Linked DNA regions of Mus musculus: all the other regions are linked to region 1. A link is a contact called in public ChIA-PET data. All regions are on one chromosome and are shown on one strand. Each heading gives the region's core, a stretch centred on a gene start, on an enhancer-like site or on the middle of the called end of the contact. The rest is flanking DNA. Distances are from core to core; before and after follow the strand shown. Region 1 overlaps St8sia1 (ST8 alpha-N-acetyl-neuraminide alpha-2,8-sialyltransferase 1). Region 2 overlaps Gm46979 (a long non-coding RNA gene). Region 3 has its middle 10 kb from the start of Kcnj8. Region 4 holds the start of Etnk1 (ethanolamine kinase 1).

The links. ChIA-PET counts read pairs in DNA pulled down with a chosen protein or histone mark.
Region 2: an RNA polymerase II ChIA-PET map of memory CD8 T cells shows a contact between it and region 1, with 9 read pairs. The contact joins two enhancer-like sites. A contact is called at or near these places in 1 of 15 datasets of contacts at CTCF or cohesin (pro-B cells), 10 of 484 Hi-C or Micro-C datasets (all in embryonic stem cells) and 1 of 115 datasets of contacts at active chromatin or transcription factors (memory CD8 T cells).
Region 3: a contact with region 1 is called in an RNA polymerase II ChIA-PET map of memory CD8 T cells, with 26 read pairs. The contact joins two enhancer-like sites. A contact is called at or near these places in 2 of 115 datasets of contacts at active chromatin or transcription factors (effector CD8 T cells and memory CD8 T cells).
Region 4: a contact with region 1 is called in an RNA polymerase II ChIA-PET map of memory CD8 T cells, with 165 read pairs. The contact joins the promoter of Etnk1 here to the enhancer-like site in region 1. A contact is called at or near these places in 1 of 39 promoter capture datasets (liver), 5 of 484 Hi-C or Micro-C datasets (CD4 T cells, CD8 T cells, the CH12 cell line and 1 more) and 5 of 115 datasets of contacts at active chromatin or transcription factors (the SCID.adh cell line, bone marrow-derived macrophages, effector CD8 T cells and 2 more).

Annotation. Positions count from the first base shown.
Region 1 is chr6:142,866,360-142,869,314 of GRCm38.p6, forward strand. It overlaps St8sia1 (ST8 alpha-N-acetyl-neuraminide alpha-2,8-sialyltransferase 1), which reads right to left. Exons shown (of 5, transcript NM_011374.2): 4 at 1,495-1,587. Among named protein-coding and RNA genes, the nearest start is that of Gm7457, 54 kb to the left of the region's middle. Within about 2 kb of position 1,367, at least 160 of the 459 cell types and tissues checked have an H3K27ac peak or open chromatin away from gene starts, as enhancers often do. A contact at or near this core is called in CD8 T cells, the CH12 cell line, the HPC-7 cell line and 3 more, where this site is marked.
Region 2 is chr6:142,526,827-142,529,781 of GRCm38.p6, forward strand. All of the region lies in intron 3 of Gm46979 (a long non-coding RNA gene), which reads left to right. Among named protein-coding and RNA genes, the nearest start is that of Gm46979, 7.1 kb to the left of the region's middle. Within about 2 kb of position 1,430, at least 9 of the 459 cell types and tissues checked have an H3K27ac peak or open chromatin away from gene starts, as enhancers often do. A contact at or near this core is called in memory CD8 T cells, where this site is marked.
Region 3 is chr6:142,559,846-142,562,800 of GRCm38.p6, forward strand. No RefSeq gene overlaps it. Among named protein-coding and RNA genes, the nearest start is that of Kcnj8, 10 kb to the right of the region's middle. Within about 2 kb of position 1,471, at least 23 of the 459 cell types and tissues checked have an H3K27ac peak or open chromatin away from gene starts, as enhancers often do. A contact at or near this core is called in effector CD8 T cells and memory CD8 T cells, where this site is marked.
Region 4 is chr6:143,165,712-143,168,666 of GRCm38.p6, forward strand. It overlaps Etnk1 (ethanolamine kinase 1), which reads left to right and starts at 1,519. Exons shown (of 8, transcript NM_029250.2): 1 at 1,519-1,925. The coding sequence starts at 1,770.

The DNA of each region.
Region 1 (2,955 bases), core at 117-2,616:
TACCCAAAAACATTCCGAGATTTTGACAACGTCTACATAAAGCATGTAAGAGACCCATCAGGAACCGAAAATCTACAATTTAACTCCTGCTAACAATACTAGGAAAACTGCTAACAATGAAGAAAATGACGGTATCTTAAAAATGATTTTGAAGGCTACATGAAGAAACAAGTTTGAAGCGCACTTGGTCAGACTCGAGGGGGTGCCTGTGTGCTCCCCTTCCTGTCAAATCCTGTGAGTTCACCTGGGCGCTTCCTCAACTAGAGACTGACCCCAATGCTTCCATCATGGCTGCCACGTTTTCTGGAATTAATGCAAAAGAGAATGACTGGCCCAGCTTGAGACCCATGCCATGACAGAGAACCTGACACTCCTGACAGCTTGGCACACCCTGACACTGCTAATGATGCTCTGTTATGCTTGCAGACAGCAGACTAGCATAACTGTCCTCTGAGAGGCTTCACCCAGAAACAGATGCAGAGACCCACAGCCAAACACTAAGCAGAGCTTGTAGAATCCTGTGGAAAAGGGGGAGGAAGGATTGAAGGAGCCAGAGGGGTCAAGGGCACCACAAGAAAATCTACAGAATCAACTAACCTGAGCCCATAGGGGCTCATAGAGACTGGTCTGTCAACCAGAGAGCATGCATGGGATGGACCTAGGCCCTCTGCACATATGTAACAGTCCTGCGGTTGGGTCTTCATGTGGGACTCCTAAAGCAGGAGCGGGGCTATCTCTGGCTACATTGCCTGCTTTTGGATCCCTTTCCCCTAACTGGGCTGTCCTCAATAGAAGAATATGTGCATAATACTCCTGCAACTTGATAGGCCAAGTGTGGTTGACATCCATGGGAGGCCTCTTCTTCTTCTCAAAGAAGGGGAGGGGGGAAAGTCAGGGAGAAGGGGAGGGAGAAGGAAGGGACAGGGAGGAGAAGAGGGATGGGAAGCTAAAATTAGAATGTGAATTAATTAATTAATATTTTTCAAAAAGGATTTTCCACCTGTCAAGGAAGGTCTGACAAAGCAGAACCAATCTATCATCACCACACATTCTTGTACATTCTGAAGACATTGCTGTCTTGATGCATGCGTGTGGTAAATTGGTCATTTCTTTGTTTTTGTTTCAACATGTCAGTTCACAGTGGCTGATCACAAAGTAGGACCAGTGCCAGCGCATGACATAGGAGTAGTAATGAGTGGGCAGGATGCTGTGCTGTGCTCTGAGCAAAATATTCAACCCCCTGTCATTCACGCCACTTCTAGCAGAGAGAAGCCAAACCGCAGAGGAAGCATGAAATACCTAGGATGAGGACGGATGCCTGTAATACTTGCCTGGTTTATTTACGATTCCCTCCTCCATCCTTCCTGCCTGTCCAGATGGCTTCCCTCTTTGTCTGCAGAGAGGCTGAAATATGCTCACTCCCTTTAAGATGCAAATGATGTCGCAAACCTCCCTCTTTGGTTCCCCCCACAAAGAGAAACCAGGGAGTCTTACCTCTGGCGAATTATGCTGGGGTTAGCTGTCACCAACTGAGTTTTGGAACCGACATCTCTGGTGTACTCACTTGACAAGGGAGGCAGGTTGCACCTAGAAAAGCAGAAAGGGATGTTTTAGAATGACTCACACACTTGTAAATCAAGTCTGTGATTAGAACACAAAGAGGGAAGTTGGCTCGATTGATTTACAAGTAACTGTTTTCTTTCCCTTTCCCTTTTCTTGCACTTTAGTGGACGAATTAGCCATTAGCATCATCAAATGTTGGGGGGGGGGTGGCTTGGTTGTTTGGTTTGGTGCTGTTTTTGTTTGTTCTTGGTTTTTTGGTGTGTGTGTGTGTGTGAGTGTGTGTATGTGTGTATGTAAGTGTGTGTATGTGTGTGTGTGTGTGTGTGAGAGTGTGTGTATATGTGTATGTAAGTGTGTGTATGTGTGTGTGTGTGTGAGAGTGTATGTGTGTATGTAAGTGTGTGTATATGTGTATGTAAGTGTGTGTGTGTGTGAGAGTGTGTGTATGTGTGTATGTAAGTGTGTGTATATGTGTATGTAAGTGTGTGTGAGTGTGTGTATGTGTGTATGTAAGTGTGTGTATATATGTATGTAAGTGTGTGTGTGAGAGTGTGTGTATGTGTGTATGTAAGTGTGTGTATATGTGTATGTAAGTGTGTGTGTGTGTGTGTGTGTGTGTTGTGTGCATGCACACTGTTTTAGAAGAAGTGACAGAAGTAGCTGATCTACCAAAAGAAAGGAATGTATCTGTTTTGTTGTTTTTAAAGTGTGGTGTCATACACCTGCAATCCTACAGTTGCGAGGTAGAGACAAGAGGGTAACGGTTCACACGCAACCTTAATTTCATAGTGAATTTGAGGTTATCCTGGGCTACATGAAACCTTGTGTCATAAATAAATAAGTAAGTAAATAAATAAGTAAATAAATAAATAAATAAATAAATAAATGTGTGCTTGAGAAATGGCTCAGCTCTTAGGAGTGTTAACTGCTCTTGCAACAGACCAGGACTCAGTACCCACGTGGCACCCCATAATATAAATATAAATCCAACTCCAGGACATCCAATGCCCTCTTCTGGTTTCTGCTGGCACCCATACACATGTGATGCTTATAAACTCACACAGACATATGCAAATTCACACAAAATAAATCTTTATAAGTAATGAAAAAAAAAAAAGAAACAGCACTTGAAGCGGCAGGACAGAGTATGTTAAATTTGACGTGAGGGCTCAGGAGGTAGAGGGCTTATGTCACTACCCACAAGCTCTACACATAAACACTGATGAATTATGCTGCTCACCCATGGTTTTCTTTATTTTCCAAATATTAACATTATAGCAGCACTTTCTGGGCCACGTATGTCAGCTAACCTAACTCATGAATATTTTGTGTATGTAGCCAAGGGATAGGTTGGTTAGGGTGATGACACAAGGGCTCATTACCCAACAAACT
Region 2 (2,955 bases), core at 180-2,679, 340 kb before region 1:
AGCAGCTCTGAAGCCTCAGAATAATTGACCTACTTCAAAATTTCTTTCTGCCTCAGCCAGAGCTTGGCTGGAATGGTAGGCTATGCTGCATACAAGCAATAGTTATGATGGTCAGGGCTGGGTCCTCTCTGGATCACGATGACTATTGAAATCTGCAGTAGCTGGATTGAAGAATTCTTATATGTGTGCACTATGAGATAGAGTGCCTGCATTTGAACCCCAGCTAGCTATGAAGTTTGGCCACTAGCTTAAAAATATTTTTCTTTTAAATTAAATTAAATTTAATGTCATCTCAACTTTAAAATTAGAATGAGACTCATTCTTATTTCATGGAACTACTGGGGAAATTTAACCTAGTTGTACATATAAATTCCAAAGTATTGTGGGAAAAGTTCCTGGTCCAATGGATGCTGGCCATTATTATCATTAAAGCATTAACTGTGTGTTTATAAAAGCTCATCTTCTAACCCTGATTTATATCACTGGATAGTTGATACTGATTGCCAACTTGGCAGTATCTAGAATTACCCAGGAGACAAATTCTAGGCATACCACTAAGGGTATTTCTAGTTGGAATTAACTGAGAAGTCCTACCCTAAATGTGAATTCCACTATTGCATGGGCTGGGGTCTTGGGTGCCCTCTGTGTCTGTCTGTCTCTCTCTCTCTCTCTCTCTCTCTCTCTCTCTGTCTCTGTCTCTCTCTCTGTCTCTCTCTGTCTCTGTCTGTCTCTCTCTCTCTCTCTCTCTCTCTCTCTCTCTCTCTGCATACAGGAGTGGTTGGCTGAGGTCCCTCCCAGCTCCCAGAGCCCCCGATCTGTAAATCAAAGCTACTTCCTTCCTTTGCTTACTTTGCTCGGGTGTTTTATCACAGCGGAGAGAGAGAAAAGTTAAAGTCATCAATGAGATAAATAGATTTACAGATTAAAGGTCCTTCAGCAATTATCCATCCCACATCACAGTCAAATCTAGGAAGCCTAAATCCACAAAGGTCAGATCGCTCACTCCTGATAGTCCCGGGCCTGGAAGCAATCCTCAGCTGGTAACCTGTCTGTGTCTCTATCCGGTTGAAGAGAACTGTGTGGCTTAATCATAATCATGTTTACAGTTGGCAGAAAATGCACACTTAGAGTAAGCAGTCAGATACTTTATAGTCAATTTATGTTCCACTCACAAGAGCATTCTACCTTGGTTTCCTGCCTTTCATGTTGCCTAGAACTCACACTACAGAACACACAATAGGTAGTGTTTTCATCTCTGTGGCTTTGGAGGCTCTGGAACATCAAATTTCTTCTGGCGTGATAATTTTTATTTTCCCTGGAAGGCTGCCAGTGTTGTGTGTTTATGCACTGGCTCAGGGGAATACACACCACAGCCTAGAGAAAGGACTTTGTGTCCCTCAGGTGTTATGAAACACAACCCAGGGAGACCTCCTCCATGCCTCTTGCTCTCTTTCCTGAAACAAAAGCTAAGACAGAGAACATAATCAGCCAGGCCTTCAGAGTGAAACCTTTCATTTCATGGAATCAAGTGGACTAGCTGGCTCTTTGGACTCTGAAATGTCCTGTGCATCTTGCTCATGACCTTTGAACCTGTTTGTACCAGGGTTTTAAATAGTGGTAACATAGCTTTCCTAGTTGAGTTATGCAGATGTCCTCAGGCTCAGCTATGCTTGTGACCACATACACACAGTCTGTGAGTCTTGTGGCCAGGGTCAGTGCTGGCCAGCTCTCTCACAGTGGCCCCTTACCACTGCTTCCTAAAATCTTCTGTTTGAAATCCCATTCATTGTTGGCTTGCTTGTTTGTTGTTGGGTCTTGTTTATTTTATTGGTAACTGATGACACAGGAAAAAATTATCTCTTTGCTTCCATACCCATATTTAGCATCAAAGGGAAGACAGACATTAAGAGGTTATGTCTTCAATCACTCAAAACATCTCCATGAAATTTCAAGACATAATACAAAAGTGTGCGTGTTGGTTAAGTTGTTTATTGGTCACGTCTCACTCCCCCTCTGCCCTCTGCACTGTGCTGTTGTGTTTTTATACTGTTAGGGAGAACGTTCCAATTGTTCACTTGGAGAATGCTTAATCACTCTCAGCCCCAGTCTAATGCCAGCCCCTCTCCTGTCAGGAGTAAAGCAAACTGTCTAAGCGCCTGGTGCTGGAGAGGGTGGGCTTGTGCTCAACTCCAGCTCTGTCAGTAACTTAGCTGTCACGTCCCTAAGTAACTTGGGTCTTCTATGCCTTGCATTCTCTTTACCTGTAAAATACAGCAAGCGCCAGGTCAGCAAGGCTCTGTAGTGAATACTGTGGCGAAAATCAAGAATAAGTAAGCAAACAAGAAAGTTAAAAAAAACTTTTTTGTATACATATGTGTTTATATATATATATATATGCATATGTAAATATATGCATATATACATATGTAAATATATGTGTATATACCCATGTAAACATATATATGTGTGTATATACATGTGTAAACATATATATAGAATAGATGGTAGATAGATACATATATAGATAGATATTTACTTTAAATTGTTTGTTTAAAAATAGAACACGGCAGAGTGGCAAATGTCTATAATCTGAGCGCTCAGGAGGCCGAGGCAGGAGACTGTGATCTCAGGACCAGACTAGGCTATGTTGCAAGTGCTACAGTAGCCTCAGGACCAGACTAGGCTATGTTGCAAGTGCTACAGTAGCCTTATAAACAAACATAGTGAGACCCTGACTCTAAACAGAACAAAAGAACAATTGTTTCCTTTGCCCTTGGTGTTATTATACATTCACACATCAAGCACGAATATGATGCAGCGAAAGGGGTTGTCCAGGTTTCTGGGCCTCATGCATAACTGGCGGTCTTGAAGATTTTGCTTCATGGCCTATAGGCCGTGTGTGTGTGTGTGTGTGTGTGTGTGTGTGTGTGTGTGTGTGTGTGTGTGTGTGTGTGA
Region 3 (2,955 bases), core at 221-2,720, 310 kb before region 1:
GAAGACAGGCTCACTGGGTGATGTGCTTGCTGTGCAAGTGGGCAGAACTAAGTTTGGACCCAGAATCCACATCCCTACCTGTCACAGCTTCATGCATCTCTAACTCCAGAGCATCGGGAATACAAACAGGCACTCCCTGGAGTTGCTGACCAGTCAGCCTAGCCACAGTGATGAGCCCCAGGTCAGTCAATGAGAGATCCTGTCTCAAAAAATAAAACAACAAACAATAAGGTACCTAGTATCAATGTCTGGCCTCCACATGCATATTTTTTTAACAATACACACCTGACATATGCACCATCTTCACACACAAACATGTATGCATGAACACAGATTGAGGCTAAATATCTACATACCACTGGCTTGCTTCAGTTTGTGTTGACAATGCAAAAGATGAACTGGTGGTATGCAAAATTAAGGTCACGATCCCCTTCTCAGTTAGAAATAGAGTTCAATAGAACTCAATAGAGTTCGCCAAAGGCTTCAAGTATTGGACATAGGCAACTGGAGAAAGACCAACCTTTTCGGGAATGACAGCCAGGACTTTTCTACCTGGTCTCTGATGTGGCTTCCTGGGTTCATTTTCCAGCTTCATTCCCAACTCTGTATATCTCCTCAAGTTCACCAAAGACTGCATCTGTCTGTTTATATCATCTATATCGACAGAGATGGAGATGTAGTATAAATGATAGTGATATACAGAGATATAAATTATCATATAGATATAGATTATGGCATATATGTATATAGAGATAATATAGATAGATGGAGATTGAAATGGAGAGAGAAAGAAAGAGACAGAGAGAGAAAGAGAGAGAGGCAGAGAGACAGAGAGAGGTACCACACAGAGCTGTAAGCTACCTAAGCTAAAATTCTCTCCTTTTACCAATATGCTCTTTCAAACCTCCCACCTCCCTACTTATTGCCATTTCATATTCATTTCATTCATAAATTGAAATCATAAATCATTTCAATCCCCTCCCCCCGCCCTTGTCTTCAGACTATTTATCACAGCATTTGCTTAAATACTTAGTGCCATGAAGCTGGTAGATGCTCTCTCCTCTCAGACCCCTTCCTGTAGTTCATAGCTACAGTTTTTCCCTTTCTAGAAATGTGACCATTTGGTTATAGATTCGACAGCTTTCAGCTTTTCCAATGGACATATGCCTGATTTTAAATTAAAAGACTTTGAACAGAAGCCGATACGTGACTTCCAACTCTTGGCTCCAGAACAACTTTACTTGGGGCTGGAGAGGCAGCTTTGTGGTAAGAACACCTGTGGCTCTCCCAGAGTTCAACACTCACATGGCAGTTCATAGCCACTGAGAGCCCCACCTCCAGGGGACCTGATACCTAGGTCTAATCTTTGTGGGCACTGCTCTCGTGCACATACACATATGTGCATGCAAAATGCATATAATTAACAAGATATACTCCATTGTGGCAAGTAAGGCATGATAGTAGCAACAGGAAGTGGCTGGTCAATGCATCAACAGTTAGCAAGCAGAGGGCAGACAGGAAGTGGGACCATGCTGTCAGACCTCAAGACTGGCTTCTTGTAACTTACTTCCTCCCACCAGCTTCACACCTTCCAACCCCAGCTAGGAACCCAGTATCCAAACACAAGCCCATGGTGGATATTTCACATCCAAACCACCATGGTGGGGGTAACAAACAAAAAATACAATTAACCATTATTGAGGCAGGTGATGAGCATGCAGTGTTCATTACAGTAATACCCACACTGTTGTGCATGTCTGTACTTCTCTGACAAAAGCTTAAAAAGAGGCAAAAGCAAAAATTTCCCCTAAAGACATACAATTGTTATTAATGATTTCCAAAAGGAATCCAAATACTATAGAGTTTTCTATTGTATAATCACATGGATTTTGTCACTCAAGTGGTAGATGTGTTGTTTAAGTATCTGTTGGTTTCCTTGCTTAGTAAACAATTGCTCCTGGGGCTGGAGAGAATGACTCAGCAGCTAAGAGTGTTCGCTGCTCTTACAGAGGACCTGAGTTCAGTTTCCAGGACTCTCATGTGGGCTCTCAAGATCTGTAACTCCAGTTCCAGGGCTCTTAAGACCTCCTCTAGCCTCCTTGGGAACTACATACATGAAGAGAATTGATGTGAGTCTAAAAGCCAGCAAAGTGAGTCCCAGACCAGCATAGGCTACAAAGTAAGAGGTTGTAAAACACACACACACACACACACACACACACACACACACACACACACACACACACACACGCACACATACTACAAAACCCTTCCCCAAAGGACAGAAAGACAATTGCATTGAAATCACTCATTTTTCATTTTCATCTTGAAAAAAAGGGAAAGCCACATGGGTCTTTTAAGAAGAGTTATAGTGGGAAGTAACCCGGACCCCAAAGGACATGCGTGATATGTATCCACTTATAAATGGTTATTAAGCATAAATTGCAGGATACCCATGCTACAATCCACAGACACCCAAATGCTAAATAACAAGAGGGACCATGGAAGGGTGCTTGAATCTCACTCAGAAGGGGAAATAAAATTGCCATTAGAGTAGATGGAGGGAGAGAGATGGCTGGGAGAAAGATTGGGGCAGGGATTGGGTTGAGAGAGGGCTGGAAGAGTGAACAGAAATTGGTGGCTTGGAGGGCCAGAGTGGGAAGGGCATCTCTAAGATGTGCCAGAAATCTAGCATGGGGAAGACTCCAGGGAGTTTATGAGGGTGCCTGTAGCTGAAACTCCTAGCAGTGGGAGATATGGAACCTGGGCTGTAGCCAGGCAAGACTTCTAGAGGAAGAATGAGGACACCAATCCACCCACAAAGCCTTTGACCCAAAATTTGTCTTGCCTATAAGGAGTGCAGTGACAAAGATGGAGCAGAGACTGAGGGAATGGTCAACCAATGACTGGTCCAACTTGAGACCTATTCCATGGGCAAGAACCAATCCCTGACAC
Region 4 (2,955 bases), core at 269-2,768, 300 kb after region 1:
CTCTGTGTAGCCCTGGCTGTCCTGGAACTCACTTTGTAGACCAGGCTGGCCTCGAACTCAGAAATGCCTGCCTCTGCCTCCCAAGTGCTGGGATTAAAGGCGTTCACCACCACTGCTGGGCTACATAGTGGTTTTTAAAAACACATACTCAAGTCTGGAAAATGGTCAATAAATTTACAATGTTGCAAAAATGCAGGAGTGGATTTCCCACTTTTTAGTGTAGGAAGTTTATCATTATCTCAGACTTATTTGTGACTTACAAAGGTATGTAGCCTCATTCAGAACAATGAGAACATAAATGTGTGCTAATGGGTAATACAACATTTGATCATTCACAAGTTATTCACTTGTACTCAGCCCCGGGGAGGCCAGAAGTCAAGGTGAAAGTCACCTCCATTGTCTCCGTCATAAAAGGAAAGCACAAGGGCGGACCAAAAACTTGTAGATGATCCGGTTGCCAGTATTTCTCTAACAAGCAAAGAGCAGAGCCTTTCTGATACAGGAGGTTTCATGTAGCCGTGCGAGTCCCAGGACGCGCTATGATTTAGCATGACAGATCTAATTTTCTTTCCTTCCAATTCCCTCCGAGTCTCTACCTTATATAACCGGCTTTGAATAATTCTCAGCAACGTCAACTATCTGACCCTTAAAATGAGTGTTTCAGTCGTCTATTATCGGTCGGCTGATGACTAAGTATATCCCGGGCAAACCTGGAACTCACTATGTAGCCCGGCTGGTTTGGAACTCGTGGCAATCCTGCCTTAGGCACCTGAGAACTAGGACAGGTATAGGTCATCACACCACTGTCACCGGTTTACTCTCACTTTACGTAAAGTTTGCCCCAAATACTGTGATTTCTATGTACCGTCAAAGGGAACTGGGTTGCTGAACCAAGCAAGCATGTAGTTCTGTGCACACAGCTTCAGGAACAAGGCGAGCAAATTAATCCAGCTTGGCCGGTTGAGGCCAGGCTAAGCTCACAGCTTAAATTTAGGGTTATTTCAGGACGTGCCTTCTGCGTCCCGTAAGAACGTCAGCCCTAAGTAAGCAGAGCCCACGACCCTAGTGATCTAGAAAGGTGACGCTTCCTTGACTCCTGACAGGGCTGGGTAGCACTCCACAGCTCATCGGTAGAGTTCGAAAGGGCTCGGCAGAGCTCGACAGCGCTCCGGCAGAGCTCGGCAGAATTCGGTAGGGCTCCGGTAGCGCTCGGGCAAGGCTCGTTAGAGCCCCGGTAGGGCTCGGCAAAGCTCGACAGTGCTCCGGCAGGGCTCGGCAGTGTTCGGCAAGGCTCGTAAGCGCTCCGGCTGGGCTCGGCCGCGCTCGGACTCCTTCGGGTGCAGGAGCCCAGCCAACCCCACAGTAGCGGAGTGCCTGGCGGTGCGCGCTCCCCGAGACCCCGATCCCCAAGAGCCCCGAGGCCCGCCCATTGTGCCGCGGGGTTCGCCACCCCGCCAGCCGCCTGACGCAGCCGAGGCTCCGCCCCCGGCGTGACGCTAGCGTCAGGCCAGTCCCGGCATGCTTCGCGGCCGCCCGCGGTCTAGCGCACTGAGGCATCTTCCCGAGAGCGGCCGTGCCTCCGCGTCTCTGCACTGCGCACCCCGTCCGGCCGCCCGGTTGCCCCCGCCGCCCGCCCGTGCGTCCGAGCGGCCGCAGCCCTCCGCCGAGGGCGCCCCGGGACGGAAGGGTCCAGCAGCCTGCCGGCGCCCGCCGCGCTCGTGGTCGCCGTCGCCGTGGTCGTCGTGGTCGTGTCCGCCGTCGCCTGGGCCATGGCCAATTACATCCACGTCCCGCCCGGCTCGCCCGAGGTGCCGAAGCTCGACGTGACGGTGCAGGACCAGGAGGAGCAGCGCTGCCGCGACGGCGCCCTGAGCCTGCTGCGGCACCTGCGGCCGCACTGGGACCCCCGGGAGGTGACCCTGCAGGTGAGGCCGGACGGGCACCGGGTTTCCTTCCCGAAGCCGCCGCGTCAGCGACGTCTGCCCGGCCCCTGAAGAGGCTCCCGGGGATGGCTGCCGCGGCCCTCGTCATGCCTCTCCTCCCAGACCCCGCAGCCCATCCGCCTCCCGCGGTCCTCTCCGCTGCCCTCCCTCCCCTGCGCTTCCCTCCCATCCCTGCCTTATCCAGCCCGAGATCTTCCCACATCCCCATCTCCGAGCCGCGGGAGAACAACTCCTTTCCAAAGCGGAATGACCGGGGACCTGCTGCTGCCCACGCCAGGATGCTAGGGAACGCTATGCCGTGCGTTATAGGAAGGCTTGAATTGGAAGGTTTCTAAATTTGTAAAGTCTTAGAAGAATTAATGCTCAGGGTTGGAGTGAGCAGTGGCCTGGGAATATTTTCGTGAGTCAGTGGCTTTAAAGACAAAAATTCTCAGAAGGATACCCCTACCCCCGAAAAGCTAGGATTAGGAAAAAAAAAAGGCACTTGCAAGTTATGATCCACCATACCCACAATTTATCTGGTGTAATTGGTTATAGTTTTTTCAGTGCACAGCTTGTAGGATTACTAAGGTGAATTTCCTTTTTCCTTGCAAACAAGCCAAATTAGTAAAATTTTAACGGTTTGGGATTGTTTTAGATTTGAGCAGTAATTTGTATTATTCAAGACGTCTGTCATTTTGATGACTCCAATACATTGTTGGGGGTTTATACAGGATTTATTGATTTAAGTTTTTTGCTAAATTTTTTTTTTAGTATAATTAAAACATGAGTAGTGTCTAGGCCCCAGAGCAGTTCCTGACACTTGGGGGCTTTTATGAGTTTTAGTTTCGATTCTTGTTAGAAGTGTTCTGAGCAGCTGAAAGAGACCGACCCATATGTTTTGGGGAAGAAACTTGTTAGACAAAAGACTTTGACATTTAAGGTGTGCCTGTTGGCCAAGTATATAGGAAATAGTTGATTCAAAATGATTTTTATGTATAACTTGGAAGATTATTGCATTTCCTTTAAGGAA